Regions from separate parts of the Arachis hypogaea genome. Here region 2 is linked to region 1. A link is a contact called in public Hi-C data. All regions are on one chromosome and are shown on one strand. The core of a region is the stretch at or near the end of the contact, and the rest is flanking DNA. Distances in the headings are between cores, read along the strand shown.

Region 1 (2,961 bases), core at 297-2,796:
AGATTCACTACATACTGTTGAGTGCTGCGCAGAGAATATTGAATTCATGATTGCCACATACCTACAAGGGAGTAAAATAAAGTGAATGTTCATTGCAAAAATGAATAATGTGAAATAATAAAATATAAAGATCAGGAGGAGCATACTGTTCTGGTCCATCAGCAGATCCTTGTAAGCACAAAATCTGTTCATAAATTAGCAAATACATGAAATTTATTAGTCAAAATCTGCAAATCTTTAACAAAATGGTAAAATAAAGCCGAAACACGCAAATAAAATAAAAGAACAGGTGAATCATATCTCAATACTCATTCTACGATTTATACCAGTTCAGAATAAACTAGATTTCACAACTCATTTATAACTTGGAATGATCTTTATTTAGGTCTTTCCCTCTCATTTCTGGTAATACAATATCAACTAAAACACATGCCCACTAAAACAAAAAGATATTACTAAGCCGATCACACTTGATTAATAGCAACCCATTACATTCAAGTGCAGTATAAAACTCTATCTAAGAACACACTCATGATCAGGCATTAGGCAAGCATATAAGAATGTATATATACACACCCGAGGCTGAGGATGAATGGGTCCCGAACGAAAAGCTCTCTGTATATCTGAATAGCAAATCAGGTCAAGCAAAAATCTCACAATAAACTTACAAGTCCATAGTGAAAATTCTTAGATATCAGAAGTAATACATAACTAAACTTCTACCCTAATCATTTAAAATAAGACATTTTCATAACTAAAAGAAGCATTGAATGCAATGACTGGAAGAGGATACAACAAAGCGCCATGGACAAGGATCCCGAAAGGAGCGAAGGAGGAGGAGCTCCTCCACCTGCAGCATTATCCCTGGGCTTTGCCAAATGCTGGTCCTTAGCTAGGAAAACCTCGAGATTGTGCAGCAAATCGGAGTAGAGGGAGGGCATGGAACCGGTGGTGGAGCCATGGTTCTTATCGGAAGAAGAATCGTAGAGGTAGGTGCAGGAATTGCAGCCAGTGGCGATAACCACAACCTGATTGAGCTGACTAAGAAGCAGGATCGAGTTGAGAAACGCAAGCACCTGAAAAAATAAAGAAAGAATTAGGGGGAAAAACGGAAGGGAAGGGGGTCTAGGGTTTATGAGAGGAAGAGGATGAAGTTGGTTACATGAGAGAGGAACTCGGAGAAAGGGAAGGAGAAAGTGGACCAGAAGAAAGGGTTGGTGTCTAGCGTCACGACGAGGAGGCTGACGTCATCTGCAACGGATTGAATGAAGAAAGGGATCAGAAAATGAATGGAATTGGAAGGGCAGGTGAAAGCACAGTACGAACCTGAATAGAGCTTTGAAGGAGCAGAAGGCATGCTTCCACTTTCACACACTGCCACCGCCACTTACTCAGCCGCACTCCGCCCACATAAAATGTCTCAACTCTCAGATTGTCCTTGGTTAATGGTTACTATCTAAGACAATTTATGACCCAATTAACGGAAGCGTCTTTCCGAGTGTATTTTAATTTTAGGTATACGATATAACAGTATAAAATTAATTACAATTTAGTAGTTAACAATAGTGTATAAATAATCTTTGAGTAAGGTAATAATTAGGTAATTGAAGATTTTGATTTTGGATTAATTAATTTCTGTCTATGATAGTAAATAATAGATATGTGATGTTATTCTATTAAGAGTATTTATTTAAATTGGTCTCTAAAAAATTTTAAAGTGGATGTTTTAGTTCTCAACTAAAATTAATCACTCCGTTAGTATTTAATGTTTTCTGGTGTCAGACAAAATGATCCTTCCGTTAGATTGGTATGTTAAAGTCTAACGGCGAAGTCCAACGTGTCACATTGAGTTGATGACACAAATGGTAAGTGACACGTGAAAAAGCAGATAAAGTGGTCCCTATGTTGAATTGTACAAAAACGACAATGAAAAATTGCATATAGCCATGAAACGACGTGTGAAATCAAATTCTTCTTCTTCCTCTTGCCAAAACCCTAAATTATCGAAAGCTATAGTTGTTAACAATGACAACCGGAAAAAGTTGTGGAAGTTCATATCAGCGGCGAGTTAAAGCTAGTGGTGACGGAAGTGTTAGCAGTGGTTCTGCCCACGGTGGTAGGTTCAGAGTCGCCAGAAGAAAAATTCGAGATGTCATTACAGAGTCTATGCCATAATTGTAGAGTTTGAAACGGAGAAAAATATGAAAAGACCTTTCTTTGGCTGTCCTTTTTTGAAGGTAATGTATCGATGATTTTAAACTTTTTTTGTATGCAAAACATTATTTCTGATAATGTTGTACCCTAAACCCTTCTATCTGTATGGGTAGGAGAAAACTCCCCACTGTGATTTTTTTGTGTGGTTTGATAGGGTATTTCAATGTGATGGTCATGGTGGAGAAGATGATGATGCTCTTGCGGAGAAGGTGAAGAAGCTGAAAGAATTGCTTGATGTATTTGAGAAGAAGAACAAGAATGCCGTTGAGAATAGACGATGGTTTGGGTGCTGCAGTCCTGTGTTCTTTTTCATTCTAGGATTTATGATATGTGTTCTTGTAGGTAGGATTTAGGTAGATTGAGGAAGATTTTATCTTATGTTATATAGTTGAATAAGTAATTACAGTGTTAGCTTTTGTTTATGCAACACTAATCTGTAAGTGCTAGGACAAGCAATGAACGATGAGTAGGTGAATGATGAGTATTTGCTGATAGAGAAAAGTTGTATTAGAAATGAAATAAAATCAGACGTACTTAAATTTAAGTACCATACTTTCATTCCATATAACCAAAGTTTTAAACAAAAAGGTAGTTAGTCTTTAAGTTTTTGCTAGGACTAATAAGATATTCCACCAAAAAAGTGCAGTGACATGCATTATCAACATAATAACCAAACATAGACAGATCACATTGTCTCAATAAGATGCACTAACAACATAACAAAATATGACAAAGTTGTATTAAACT
Region 2 (2,961 bases), core at 160-2,659, 140 kb before region 1:
GACAAGATTATTATTAATTATTCGATTCCTATTGCATTAATAATAATATTATCTCTTATATGTTTTACACTTATACTTTCCAATATCTCATGAGAGAAAAATTTGAAAAAAATCTATTTTCCTTTAAATTTTATTTAAAATAGATAAGTTATGGTTCTCAATACTAGAATGAATTAGTTTGTATTAATTCAAAATTAATTATTAGACTAATTTAATTCATAATAAAAAAATTAATTACAAGCGGATAAGTAAAAAATAAACTAGTCGAACTAATTCAGTTGAATTAGTTCAATTTAACAAAATATTATATATATATCACATATTAGTTCAATTCAGAAATAAAATCCAAACCAAAATCGCCTACCATAAAAAGAATGACAAGTGCAAGTAGTACTACTAATTAATATGCCGGCATATATATATATATATATATATATATATATAGAGTTTTAAGTGTACCGGAAATACGGTGTTTCAATTGTTTTAACCGTTAATCTAAATTATAAAAAATATATATAATATATATTAATTGAAATTAACGGTTAAAATAACTGAAACATTAGTGTTCCTAGATACACTTAAAATTTTTCCACTATATATATACTCTGCAGGTTCCACAACTTTAAATAACTGTACGAAAAAAAAAAATGAGATCCCTTCTAATTGTCAACAATGATTTGACTTGCGACGGATGGATACAAGCCAGCAATCTATATATATATATATACCTTTATTGGGTGGAAGAATATGAATATGAATATGATTTCTGTTATTATTCGCTGGAAAATTTAACCAGATTTTGAAATATAAAGAACGATGTCATTATTTATGTTATTTTTTTTATTAATTTAAATTTTGAGGATAAATAATTTTATAAGAGATGCAAACTTAATCATATAATATGCAGCATAACATGTGTTGGTAAGGATTTTTAGATTTTGAACAAAATATTAATTAAGAAAGCTGAAGATGGTTGAAGATTGAACACTGGCCACTAGTTAGTGTAGTTGACAACGGATTCTCAATAATAAATATGTATATTATTATTGGAGATAATAATAATCATAGTAAATTAAAAAAATCAATCATGGAAATTCAATTAACTAATTTGGATTAGTCGAGCGATCAGTTTACTTATTCCTTTAAATAAGTGTCGAAGTTTGAATTTTACTTTATATATGTAATAATCCATTAGTCAATAATAAAATAGATTAATTTCTGGGACTGAGAGATATAATAGGCAAAAAAAAAAAAAAAAAAAACCCATAAAAACTCATTTTATTATATGTATCTTAATCATATATAATACCTAAGTTATTTATATATTAATCATATATATATTATATGTAGAAATAACAATATAGACATATAGTGTTAGAATTGAGATTAGAAAAAGAGATCTAGCTAGAGTGTGGCATGGGTTCCTTTAGCCCCACCATATAGCAAATTGTATTTGTTTTACATTTATTATTTTGCTAAGTGCTTGAATTCATTTCATCCCTCTCGTATGGTGGGATTCCACCAACCTAAACCTGATTGCTTCATGGAATCCAAACACGAAACCACCAACTTTGATTCCCGGGCCATGTCTCTGCTCCAAATTGCACCAATGAATCCAAAAATAATTTCAGCTTAACTTGTAATCTTTTCGTGAATGCACATTATTCGTAGATAAGTGAATATAATAATACCATCATTAATCATTAATTCATTATCATAGATCATCGTAATCATCATGCATTATTATACGTGTTAATGAAAGTACACTAATATTTTTATGCCAAGGAGTGTCATACTACCACAACTTTAATCAAATCTTTATGGTTTGAGCATTTTTAACTAAGTCTGCAATTGTACAAGTTTTTTTTTTTCTAACTAAAGTCTTCTTAGTTAATGCAACGTTACGAAATTTTAGCAATTGAATATTATAAAATGAAAAATACCAGAAGACTATTAGAATTTATTATTTTTAGTTATTAGTTAGTTATTAATGTTTAAACGACTATAATATATGTATACCAAAATCAACCATCAAAGTTAGTTACCAATATAAAATACATGTTAGAATACAAATACACATTAAAAATTTAAACTACATATGTATTTATACACAACTATATTAGTGGTTAATTAATTTTGGTATACCAATAACATTTTTTGATGTTTAAAAGTTTGAACTAAATTATATATGTTATTAAATTATTAAATTAAAAAAAATAGATTAATAACTAAAAATAATAATAAAAAATGATAAATTTTAATGATATTCTAACCATTTTTCTTATAAAATTTTATGAAAAAAGAATCGGGAGGCGGGGGGACTTAATAATGGCATGAAGAGAAAGTATACAGGAGTTTTTTTTTTTTTCCTCAAATAATAGTAATAATAATACTACGTACACAAACATGAAATATATAAGTCACCAAAAAAACATGAAATATATAACTACACGGAACCCATTATACAAAACTTTCTTCTATCCTCTTTAATTTAAACATAGATTGATGCATTTAATCTTTTTATGTCTTAACTTCCTTTTCTGTAAAAGAAAAGTGAAAAAAAAAAAGAGACAAAAATGACAACTCCATAATTTTCCCCCCTCTAGTAGACATACATGTAAGTGTGTGTGTATCATACGTTGAGAAATCCATCAAGCACTTAATTATCAAGAAAGATAATAATACACGTGTACCTATGTTGAGAGTATAGTATGAGATATGGTTTTGAAAGCTAATTCTCTATTCCTAATTAAAAAAAAAAATTCATAAAACCAGGTTTCCAATTTTCATATATACCAACTATCAATTTATCATTATCATCGGATAATTTATATATTTAATCGAAATGAGTTATAAATATATCAGATTGTTCTAAAATTTAACTCATTATAATTTCATCCTCTCATCTATTGTATAAATCGTGGATTCTCATTAAGTTTTAAAATATTATCACTACAACAA

What was found. Hi-C and Micro-C count contacts between places; a contact is called where the count stands out from the background.
Region 2: a Hi-C map of an unstated tissue shows a contact between it and region 1, with 5 times the contacts expected there. The contact joins the enhancer-like site here to the promoter of LOC112765475 in region 1. A contact is called at or near these places in 3 of 8 Hi-C or Micro-C datasets (leaf and an unstated tissue).

Annotation. Positions count from the first base shown.
Region 1 is chr17:126,695,251-126,698,211 of arahy.Tifrunner.gnm2.J5K5, reverse strand. It overlaps LOC112765475 (general transcription and DNA repair factor IIH subunit TFB4), which reads right to left and starts at 1,546. Exons shown (of 11, transcript XM_025811374.3): 1 at 1,327-1,546; 2 at 1,163-1,251; 3 at 794-1,076; 4 at 577-623; 5 at 147-184; 6 at 16-61. The coding sequence starts at 1,357.
Region 2 is chr17:126,838,944-126,841,904 of arahy.Tifrunner.gnm2.J5K5, reverse strand. No RefSeq gene overlaps it. Among protein-coding and RNA genes, the nearest start is that of LOC140181063, 4.1 kb to the left of the region's middle. Within about 2 kb of position 1,409, at least 1 of the 3 cell types and tissues checked has open chromatin away from gene starts, as enhancers often do.